Linked DNA regions of Mus musculus: region 1 is linked to region 2. The links are chromatin contacts, called in public Hi-C maps. All regions are on one chromosome and are shown on one strand. Each heading gives the region's core, a stretch centred on a gene start, on an enhancer-like site or on the middle of the called end of the contact. The rest is flanking DNA. Distances are from core to core; before and after follow the strand shown. Region 1 holds the start of Gpa33 (glycoprotein A33 (transmembrane)). Region 2 has its middle 39 kb from the start of Dusp27.

Evidence for each region. A called contact is a pair of places that touch in the nucleus more often than the background predicts.
Region 1: a Hi-C map of the N1E-115 cell line shows a contact between it and region 2, with 4 times the contacts expected there. The contact joins the promoter of Gpa33 here to the enhancer-like site in region 2. A contact is called at or near these places in 5 of 39 promoter capture datasets (the 3T3-L1 cell line, the C10 cell line, epiblast stem cells and 2 more), 7 of 484 Hi-C or Micro-C datasets (the AML12 cell line, CD4 T cells, LSK cells and 4 more), 3 of 115 datasets of contacts at active chromatin or transcription factors (double positive thymocytes, embryonic stem cells and pancreatic cancer cells) and 2 of 9 other capture datasets (liver and pancreatic islet).

The regions. Positions count from the first base shown.
Region 1 is chr1:166,128,115-166,134,150 of GRCm38.p6, reverse strand. Gpa33 (glycoprotein A33 (transmembrane)) reads right to left here and starts at 3,930. Exons shown (of 7, transcript NM_021610.2): 1 at 3,547-3,930. The coding sequence starts at 3,589.
Region 2 is chr1:166,086,032-166,092,029 of GRCm38.p6, reverse strand. No RefSeq gene overlaps it. Among named protein-coding and RNA genes, the nearest start is that of Dusp27, 39 kb to the left of the region's middle. Within about 2 kb of position 2,544, at least 24 of the 459 cell types and tissues checked have an H3K27ac peak or open chromatin away from gene starts, as enhancers often do. A contact at or near this core is called in the N1E-115 cell line, epiblast stem cells and pancreatic cancer cells, where this site is marked.

The sequences.
Region 1 (6,036 bases), core at 2,681-5,180, 41 kb before region 2:
ATGTTTGTGTCTCTGTGTGTCCATGTATGTCAGTGTCTGATTGTGTGTGTGTGCACACACATGCACAGTGCATGCCTGTGTTTATATTGTCAGGTCTCGGCTCCTGGCAGAACTGACCATGAACTCTCTGGAACTTTCCTGGTGGAAGCCATTTTACACATCTCTTCATCTTTCAGGAGATCTAGTGGCTGAAAATTTTCTTGACTGGAAGAGCCTTGATTTTGTGCATAAACTGGAGGGTTTTTCTAGCAGCCTTTGAGGGGAACAGGTAGGCCCATGCTGGTTGCTTGGGTGATAATTGGGACTTGTCCGCAAGGACTTCGGTGTCATTTCCTGGCTCATTTTGGTCAGATCAGAGCTATTAGATGATGGGTCACTAGTGTGTCATTGACTTCTGGTACCTGTCTTTGCTCACTCTAATAATAGCAGCAATAATACCAGCATCCACTGAGAGTTCCACACAGGGTCCAGTTCTAAGGTCTTTGCCTGAAGAAACTATGTGACAGGTACAGTGGGCACTGGCTGCATTGGAAATTAGCCTCTGGGTTTTGCAAACCTTGGCATGGAGCTCTCGGAGGTGAAGTGATTTGCCTGTGCCCCAGTCAGAGGGAAGAGGTCCTCAGAGTGAGAGCATTAAAATGGGCGGGGCATCTGCCTGATGGGCAAGTGTGTTTTGTCAATTACTCTATTTAGAGATGTCATCTATGATAATGAAAGCAGACCAACGTGTGTGTGTGTGTGTGTGTGTGTGTGTGTGTGTGTGTGTTTACACAGATGAGAGGCCAGAGGAGGATATTAAATATCTTCTCCATCCCTCTTGACTTCACTTTTCGGAATCCCGTGCTGAATCTGAAGCTCCCAGTCTCGGCCTGGCTGACTTCCCATTACGTCCTGCCTGTCTCTGCTCCTCAGGGCTGGAGTTTCAGCACGCATAGCTATCCCAACTTTTTTTGTAATGTGGGTGTGTGGGTGCTAAGAATTTGAACTCAGATCCTCTAGTCTTCACAGCAAGCACTCGGACCCAGTGAGTCTTTGTCTCAGCCTCGTTTGCCATTAAAAATAATTCTAGGGCTGGGTAGGTGGCTCTGAGGTTAAGAGCATGAGTTGCTCTTGCAGAGGACCCAAGTTAGATTCCTAGCACTCACATGGTGGCTCACAGCCATTCATTGCCCCAGTTCCAGGGATTCATCAGGTATGCATGTGGTTCACATACATGCTTGCTAGCAAAAACATTCATATGCATTCAAGTAAAATAAATCTAAAAAAAAATCTAAGGTGCCAAATTAAACCACCTCCGTACAACCTTATAATATCTTCCACTTCCCCAAAGTTCAGTGAGCCTGGGCTATCTCGTGAACTCAGTGCCTCTCTCCCAAACACAATCAGCACAATCTATGATGGACATGATCAGGTAGGGAAGGGAACTTTCCATGATTCTTAGCTCCCCCACCCCCATCACACAATGCAGAACGTGATGCCTGCCCTCGAGGCCCAGGGGAGAGCACTGCCCAGAGGCTTATCGGTTTGATCTGTGACAGTACCCAGGATTGGCAATGACGAAGCCACCACTTGGCAGAGTGGTTTCCTTTGCCCCAGGGCTCCAAGACTTCTTCTTAGAGCAGATAGTCATGGAGGAAAGAAAGGTGGGGTGGGCATGTGGTTCTGAGCAGAGCTGGCAGGGGAGAGGGTGAGGGCAGAGAACACACTTTAACAGTGTGTCAGGATACACACACACACACCCCATGCTCCCACTCCACCACCCTCATCCCCCCATCTCCCACCCCTCAGCTATTCCTGCTGGCTGGGTTCACCCAGAGGTCACATGCCTCACACTCCAGGAGAAGGCCACCAGCCTGCTCCAGGCAGTTGAGAATTGAGGACATTTCTCATTCTAAGCTGGGCAAGTGACTGTGTTCTCAGTTTTTGGTATTTCCCTGAGCCAGTATTACTTCTTTTATGCATACATGTGTTAGTAACAGGGTAAAGAACACAGAGTTTTATACTGGTGCGTGCATGTGTGTGTGTGCACATGTGCGAGTGCAAGTCAGGTGTGTGCATGTATGCATGCATGTGCATGGAGAAAAGTCCTGGCTCAGGAAAGGGTCAGAAAATCCTGGAGCAGAGTAGGAGAGGGTGGCCGTGTCCTTCCAGCCTCCCTCTCCTGAGGCAAGCATCCTCCTTTCAGATATGAAGGCTGAGGCTGGCAAATCCAGACTTCCCATCCCTCAGGCACCCACACAATCCTTGTGCCCAATGAGGGACCGAGCAGATGAAGGAATGGGCAAGCCAAGGGGACAGGGGCATTTGTCTCAGGAAAAATGGACCTGCCCATAGAACTTGAACCCGCTAGGCAGAGTAACTGTCCCTCAAAGCCTTGAACTGATCAAGCAGTTGTCCTGCCTAGCAGGTTGTCCTTCACTCCAAAGCAAGGGTTCAGAGGCAGGCTGGAGAGGAAGCCCAGAGCCCTGGAGGATGTGCCGGGTGGTGGCTCAGTTGGTTCTGGGCTTGCCAGGGTGTATTGAACAGTGTGCTAACCAAAGCCTCCTCGGGGCTCCTGAATTTCCTGTTCAGCTCTCACTTCCTCCCGGTGGTTCCCAGATCCTGGAAGCAAGCTGCTGGACAAAGACACTGAACTAGGGTCTCTGAACTAAACTCCTCTCAGCGTTCCTGACCCCCGGTATGCAGACACCCTCAGGCACCCTGCCCTTCTCCACACAACTGCTTTGCTATTTAACACTTAGTTTCTATTCCGCCGCAAACCCATCTGATGCTGCTTTGAGAGGTGGGAGGAGGGGTTCTCTGCCAGGCAGGGAACACAGGGAGCACCGGCCTGTGGAAGCCTGCTTTCCAGCTTGTGGCTCTATGCAGGATATCGAGGAAATTTTTTCCTCTTTAAGTTTCCTGTGGGTGACATAGGTGCTAACATGTTTATGGTCGTGTCTTTTTCTAATTTTAAAAAGACTGGAAAACCAAAACCAAAACCTAGATCAATGGTTCTCAACCTGTGGGTCGCCACCCCTTGGGAGATGGAATGGTTTACCCCCCCCCCCCCACAGGGTCCTTTAAGATCGTCAGAAAACACAGATATTTACATTACGAGTCATAACAGTAGCAAATTTGCAGTTATGAAACAACAATGACAATTTTAAGGTTAGGGGGTCACCACAACATGCAGAACTATATTAAAGGCTCAGCACATTAGAAAGGTTGAGAACCACTGCCCTAGGCAGTAAATCTATCTAGATCCACACCCTGGCGTTTTTGAGAGCAATCCTTAATTTCAAATACTGTGTCTAACCCTTTGAGTTTCTCATTTCAACAATGGACTGGGGGTTGTTTGGGAGCTAACGGAGACAAGGACTGTGTTGATTTAGGACCAGGCCTACAAACTGCCCCCACCAAACAGTAGAATGTATAGCTCTGCTCAGTGGGACAGAGCACTGCTGGGACCAGGGGAAGTGAGGGACACTAGGACTGCCTCTGCTTCAGCAGTCGGTCACACACCCCACCCATTCCCCAGAGCTGGCAGCAGAGGGGCGTACTCACTTGCACAGAACATCCACACCACAGATCCTGCCTTCCCCAACATGGTCTGGCTCCTTTCCCGACACAAGCCCAGTCTGGAACTGGCAGGGCACTGGACAGGTCTGGGCTGTCTGGTTAAAGCTATGGCCTCTGGCCTGGTTCAGCCTGTAGTCCCTGTGACTCTCCTCCAGCTCACCTGGGCCAGACTGGGCCCACATGCCCCACCCAGTCAACGGACTGGCAGGTGAGCTCACCTATGGGGTGAGGCCCCTGCTCCACCTACTCTATGAAAGGCCCCAACAAGAGTCTTCTTCCTTCCTGGAGCCAGCCATCTTCCTGCCTTCTCCCTCTTCAGCAGGAGTGCAAAGTCCTGTGCTTCTCAGAAGGTGTGGACCTCTCATAACTGATGGGATGTTGTTGCTGTGTAATAAAAAGGGAGCGAGCTCAGAAGTGAAAGCTAGTAAAAGCAGGGTGTTGCCCACACTTGCTGAGGCACATTAAGACCCGGCATTGTCTTTTTCTTTGCCCTTCCTCTCTTCTCTGACTCCCACACTGGGACAGAAATGTGGTCTCGGAGGACACAGGAAGTTCCTGTGTTCAGAATTGGTACCCGGCTTGGGAAAGTAGCAGATACACAAGAAACCAAGATGACAATGTATCTTAGTTCTTCCTCTCAGTTTCTAACACCATAGTCTTGTAACCTGGGAGCCCTGAAACCTCACAGTCCCAAAACAACTGAGATGTTTGTTACCTTCGAATAAATGTAAGAGGTGAACCGAAACACCTTTCATCCCAGCACTCAGGAGGCAGAGGCAGGCAGATCTCTGTGAGTTTGAGGTCAGCCTGGTCTGCAGAGTCAGTTTCAGTACAGCCAAGAATATCTATAGGAAATAGCTCTCCGGGAGAGCTATCTGATCAGGCTCTGCCATAGATACTCTACATTATAGAATATGTACAAATGATATTATGTCATTTAAATATTTTTATTTAATAAAATACCTTAGAGTTTTTTTGCATTCATACATACAGCACTACTATGTTCTGCTTAATAGGTAATGAATAATATCACACCACGTGTTACCTTTTCCAAGTTTGTTCATATTTCTACATAGTTATTGGTCTTGGGCTTCCTGGTTTCTAGAGTGTCTTTGTGTTCTTGGGAAACTCACTTTTGATAAAGTGATTACTATAAATGCTTTCCCAGGTGTTGCCTTGTATTACAAATTCCCTGTGTACAGTGATCTTTTCTAACTACCAGGTTTAGTTGGCTTACAAACTTATTGCTTTTCACCTGTTACACTTTGCTTAGTCACAGTTTAGCCTTCTCCTACTGTATATGATGATTTTCCAGTTTCTGGACACTGTCGTCAGGTTATCTTACTCAGGACAGACCCCCTGATGCTGGGTCTCTACTCTGGCTCTCTTGCTGACTCTGCAGCCCTTAAGAAATGAACGGACGTCCATCTGCTCCTTAAATTGTCCTGTAAGGTGTGCTAGGATTCACTCTTCAACGTCCCTTCCCTTTTAAGAGTTATCTTCCAGGGTGTGTAACCTCTGTTCTGTCTCTACTTAGACATCTAGCCGGCTGCGGCTCGTTCTTTCCTGCTGCAGGACTGTGCACTGTGCTCTCTCGGCAGCCCCTCCCCACTATTATACCCATTATATTTTATCCAGCTTATCCTTTAAAGGCCTGCTCCTACATCATGTCTCCCACGAAGCCTTCCCTGGCTTCGCAGCTCAGAACTTGCTCCTTCTTGAGATTCAGTGCAGCGCTCTGAGTCTCTTCTAGGGCAGGAACTCCACTCTTACACTTCAGCTATATTTAGTCTCTGTCTAATGCCTCCTAATAAACTGTGAGCTCATTCATTCATTCAGCCAATCTCTGAGGCTACTACTCTGGGCACGTTTCCATCTAGCTAGGAAGACAAGGGCTATGAGTCTAACTAACTTAGTCAGGTACAGTGCCCAGTGCATAGGAGGTAACTAAGAAATATTTACAAACGTGGAGGCAGATGGAAAGATGGATGGATAGGGGAGGGGTCACTGTGGAGAGGGTGAACTGGAAGCCACCAGAAGCATGGAGGCAGGTAGAAGGAAGGATGCACGGACTCTCAGGACGTCGAGCATGAGAGGGTTAACTGTGGGCAGTTGGGGACTGCAAGGATGGTGGCAGAATGTCATGAGTTCCACCATAGAGTGGGTCATGAGTCTTTTGGAGTTTATCAAGTCTTCCGAATTCTTACGTTACTCCCTAGTTGCAACTGGCCACTACCAGGGCCATGAATGGTGAGGCAGAGATATGAAGGGAAGGTACAACTTGTTGTCAGGCTGGTCTCAAGCCATGACTTCTCTTTAATCAAAACATGGTGTTCTCCCCATGCCTGGCTGAGGGCCAACCTGTTCTGTATAATTGGTATTTTCCTTTCCTAGGCTTCCTCCAAGATGCTATGAGGTAAAGTTAAGTTCGTTCCAAATGTGCTGATTTGGATTATTTTCAGAAAGTGCTTTGAG
Region 2 (5,998 bases), core at 1,295-3,794:
CAGCAGCGTGCTGAGCCATCACCTGCCTTAGAACCAGATAAATCTTCACAAAGCTCACACTTTTGGTACTTTGTATTCTTCTGCTTAAAACCTTCAATGGCGCCAGGTGTGGTGGCACACACCTGAGTTCGAGTTCTGAGTTCGAGGCCAGCCTGGTCTACAAAGTGAGTTCCAGGACAGTCAGGGCTATACAGAGAAACCCTGTCTCAAAAAACAAACAAAAACAAACAAACAAACAAACAAACAAACACCTTCAATGGCTCCTTGTTATCTATGGGATGAATGCCAAATTCCTTCCCTTGTCATTTGGATGGAGCACTCCCTGGAGCACCTTGCAGTGCTCATTCTTGGGCTTTTCTTCTGCCTGAGCTGCAGAGTCCTGCACCTATCACTCTGCCAGTATCCTGCCCCCTCTGGGGTTTTTCCAGCAGTGCCTTCCCAGTTCTGTCTTTTGGCCTCCTGGTTACCTGTGTCTCTAGCCCTAAACTCACACGGCACATGTTTGTACTCATCTCTGAGGCTCATCCCAGTCTACATTTTATTAGAGGAATTCGGCATTTAAAGATGTGCAACTTTCAGGATGATTGTGGGACTATAATTAAATAAGATTCTTTTAATGTGCCCAGACAGTTCATGGCATGCAGTAGACTTCAGTAATTGTACATTGTTATATATAATTCTATAATAATAATCAGTTATTATTATATCTGTTATTATAGACCATGTGGTAAAGTAGTTAAGAGCACAGCTTTGTAATCTAATTGAAAGACAGCCAATATGTATATTAAGTGTTTAGCGCATTCCAGGCACTACACTGAGAGATTTAACATAGCTTATCTACATTATCGCTACAATTATCTCCTTTACTCTTCAAAATCCTACTCTTTGGGTATTTTGCCTTAGTTTTAAAAAAAATATATGCCATGTTAAACATGGCATGATAGACATTGAGTATTCAGTAGAAATCGAGACCGAGTGATTTTCACCCTTTAGGAGATAACACTCTCATGAAGAGATGTAATAAACAAATGGCACTTTAGAACACTCAGGATATTATTCGCTTATTATCAGCTTGTCAATTTGTCTGTCTGACCCCACTCGGATGTAAACTCTAGAAGGATAGCTTATACTCTGGGCTGTATCTCCTGAAACTAAACACCAAGCCTGGTCTCAAGAGGACCAGCTCCTAAGAAATGTTTACAATGGATGAAGATAGTGAGTGCTTGGAAGGAAATAAACAGGGTTAAATGATGGAGATCAGAGGTAAGTGGGAAGGAAAGGTCACCCTAGATGGGACATTCAGGGAGATATCCCTAAGAGGGGGTCATTTAAATTGGAACCTGGAAACTGAGGAGGGGTTAGCTAGACAAAGTAAAGGCAGCTCCCCTGGAGAAACCAACGAAAGCCTTGAAACTTACAGAGATGAAGCAATGCATTGCTTGATATGATATGCCACTGGAACGCAAAACCCCAGTTGAAATCAAGTCAACCTGATTGCATGTCAGAGTTCACATGCATCCAGGATAGATGGCTTTTAACAGGTGTTTCCAACAAATGCCTGGCACAGGGCAATTGTGCCCTGGCAGTCATTTGCTGTGTTCCATGCTTTTAAATTAGTCCTATTCTGAAAACATAGAATAAATTCCTAGCTATGTAATTCATTATACAACACATTGAGCATTCAAAGAGCCAAACTTTCTCTCTTTAGTTTCATGATCCCTCCTACCTCATGAGTAAACAAGATGGTTAAGATGACAGGAGAAATAGCACCCCAGAGTGTGAGCAGGTCAGGGACACTCAGAGTTGGATGGTACTGCCAGGCTGGAGCTCAAGGATGGAGTAGGTCAGTCCCCCATCTGGGAAGTAGAGAAACCTCCTACTTCACTGGCTGCCCAGTGGAAGGAGCTGAAAGCATCTCTCTCCAGGGCACAGGGTGGCTTTAACACTCCAATAGAACCCAGTCTTGACAAGTGGCTACGCTTTTCAAGGCAATGCAGGGTACAGGGTAGGGGAAACAGGGGACAGGAAAGAAGCTTCAGATGTCACCAGAGTAATAATTAGTCCTGGCCCTGCTCTGTCCCATACCAGCTGCCATCAACCTGCTGTGATTTCATTTACAAGGGGCTGCTAAGGAGAACCAGACACTCCTCAAGGGAACACAGTGCCCTGCAGCTGTCAAGAAGGCAGAGAGCAGGCATGACTCACCCCCTTCGCTGCACTCTGAGAAGTCACCTTAAGCGGGCCTGGCTTGTACTTCTCAAACAAGAGTCCGTTGCAGACAAGGCCTCACACAGGAAAGCCACGGAGACAGCTTTCTGCTCTCAGCCCCTGTGACCCCCAAAGAGGGGCAATAAACACACACACACACACACACACACACACACACACACACACACACAATTCCACAGCTTTTCCTTTGGAAATCCCATTGGAAAGCCAAATGACAAGCAATCGTTCAGCTAAATTCCACTCACCTTAGAGACTGCTATGAAAATCTACAAAGCATGTTTTACACATGGAGGAATTTAGAGGGAGTGTTATGTGTGTCTCCCAAGTTATGTCATCAAGTCTTATCTCTAAATTTAGAGTAAAGACAATTCAGAGGTAGGGCCTTTAGCACATGATTGGTTCGTGAAAATGAGGTTTGTGTCCTCATAAAGTAAGTGGGGCCTGATCTTGCCTGCTTCCTCCACCTTATGAGGAGATGTTGAGAAGATAGGTCAGGTATAAAACCAGAGGCTCCTCACCAAACACTGAATTTGCTTCTGCCCTCACCTTAACCCTCTCAGCCTCCAGGACTCTGAGCAACATTCTTCTGTCTTTATAAATTACCTAGCCAATGGTATTTTGTCACAGTGGTCCACTTAGACTGACAAAGGGCCAAGTAATATCTTCAGAGTCACAGGGTAAAAAACCAAAGACCAGAGCCTCGGACTTTACAATTAGATATGTCTAATTTTAAAACCACTTTCTGTACTGTACCATTTTGCCCTTTTAAGAATCTAAGCCCGGGGAGGGATTAAGACAGCAATTACAGAGAAATCTAGACTCTAACTGCAGGGCTGCTGGCGGCCTGGCCATTCAAAAGAGACAGTTCCCGAACAAAGCCAGAGCCGGAGTTGGCCTTCCTGCATTTTGCGCGTTAACCGTCTCACTAATAAACAGTGCACTGCGAAAGATCGTGGAGAAGATGACAAGCATGCAGTCTCCTGGGACAGTTCTTAAATAGGAGCTTTACGTAAAGGATGGCATGTTCAAAGAGGTTAAGATTTCCACAGGCTTTCTCTATCCGGCTCCCGGGAGAGACACTTTCATTGCAGGGAGTCACAATATTTGTGCGTCTTTCAGACAGCTTTCCCCTTTAAAGCCGTACTGTGCAGGTAGCTATGTAGCTCTCAATTTATTACAAAGACTGCCAGAGGACGGCAGAGGGCTGGAGGAGGGGAGTTTCAACAAGGCTTTTCGGGCTGAGGCTCCCGGGAAATTAGGGTTCTGTTTCCAGATTGATTTCAGGGTGTGTGCATGTGAGTGTGTGAGGACAGACGGAGATATTAGGCAAATCACTCATCCTCATGAGGTCTCTCAGACTGAGAAAATGACTGCCCATTGGATGAAAGTGGGGTCAGGACAAATGTGCATTTCACACAAGGCCAAAATGTAGGCAGATAGCTCTAAAACTAGGCCCACTAAACAGATTTGTCCTGATGTCTGTCTGCTATTAGATAGATAGATAGATAGATAGATAGATAGATAGATAGATGATAGATAGATAGATAGATAGATAGATAGATAGATAGATAATAGATACATGGATGGATGGATGGATGGATGGATGGATGGACAGATGGATGGATGGATGAATAGATAGATGGGTGGATGGATAGATAGATAACAGATACATGGATGGATGGATGGATGGATGGATGAATAGATGGATGAATAGATAGATGGGTGAATGGATAGATAGATAGATAGATAGATAGATAGATAGATAGATAGATAACAGATACATGGATGGATGGATGGATGGATGAATGGATGGATGAATAGATAAATGGATGGATGAATAGATAAATGGGTGAATGGATAGATAGATAGATAGATAGATAGATAGATAGATAGATAGATATGATTTTGTTTTGAGACAGGGTCTTATGTATTCCAGGCTGGCTTTGAACTCACTATATAGCCACTGATGATCTTTTACTTCTGATACACCTACTTCCACCTTCCAAGTGCTGGCTGTACAGGGTTGTACCACCATGCTCAGTTTTATTCTGGGCTAAGGATCAGACTCAGGGCCTCCAGTAAGAGTTGCTGGGTAAGTACTCCACCAACTGGGATATCTTCCGAGACTTTGGTGTATATTTAAGTTTAGAGCTGCCATAAAGGACCCCACTGTCATCTCCATTCATCAACTCTTCTTTCACTGGACAAGCATCCTGGGGCTTAATGTGAGACAAGATTATTCTGGTGCTAGGACTGCAGAGAGGACCAAACACAGTGCTGCCTGCTAGAGAGTTCACAGGCAAGACTAGTGAGTCTTCACCAAAGGAAGGCACCTCACACAGCCTTATGAGATAGAAATCTCTACACCCACTTTAAAGACGAAGGAATGAGTTCACTGAAGTCAAATGATGTGCACAAAACCATATATCAGATTGACAGGGCTGACTTTAAAATGTATTTCTGCCTAACTGTAGAGCAAACAGTGTCTTCCCCATTCCCTGTGGCTTCCCACTTACAACATGCTCTACAGGAATGGCATGGGATCTTGAAGTCCACAGACTTTTCAGTTATACATAATTCAGCTTATCTACTATTTCTAGGCTCCTCAAGTCAAGAACTAGTACTAGAACTAGTACTAGTACATGGGGCATATACTTTTTAATTGAATGGTCAGTGGTGTTGATAACACCTCGCTGGTACAGTCTCATCTTGTCTGGGGTGTTCTCAGTTCCTTCTTCCTCAAGATGTTTGATCTGTGAGTATCTGCTATCTTCTGCTTTTGTTTTAAGCTTATGTTGTATGGAAAATGATCTATGACGGCCATGCTTTTAGCTTTGAATGAATGTGTTCAATAAGTATGTAGCAAGCAAAAATAAAAGAATAAATAGCAAACAGCGGATAGCTAGGAGCTGCAGGTAGAGAGAAAAACACCATCAAATCAGGCTCTTACAACATCCAGCACAAATACTCGCAGTAACTGGACTGAGCGAGCAAGCAAAAGCAACAAAGACACACAACAGAAATGACCCGAGAAGCCCTGCCAAACCTGACTGGAGTTCCTGATGCGAGATTTCCAGGCAGGCCAGAGGGCTCTCTCCACTCTTGCGCGCGCTCGACTCGACCAGCAAGAACGACGCTGCAACAGGATCCTTCTGCACACATTTATTGGGAGAGCTTGATTGCAGAGGCGAAAAGACTTTTTGCCCAGAGCTGGTGCTGCTTTTATAGGCCTAGGAGAGGCGTGTCTCATACCCTGATTGGTTATGCACTAAGCCTCATTTGCATGTTCCTCATCTGATTGGCTACTCTCTCTCAGTACCTCACTGAGCCTCATTATCATACCTCATTTGCATGTCTCACATCCGATTGGTTATACTCTCAGTACCTTACAGAACCTCATTATCATGCCTGGGCCAGGCAGTGTTTTTGCAAAAAACTTTACTGCATATGTACACATTGGTTGTTTGTCCAATCTTATGCATGGTGGCCAGCAGTAGTCAGTGCCACTCAGCAACGGCACATGTGGCTTCCCACATCTCCCCCTGTTTGTTTTAATAAAATGAGGCTGGACTAGGCCTGTGCAATTATGCCCATCCGCCGTGGCTCCTGTTTTAGGTCGTTCCTCTAATGTCACAGCCTTACCCGTCATAGGGTAACCCTATCGCCACCGGGCCCCATGTCTTAGGTTGGACTGTGCACGAGGAAAGTTGCCCGTCTCTGGATACCGCAGTGCTGTGTGACAATAACTGCTAAATGACCTAGGGCGAAC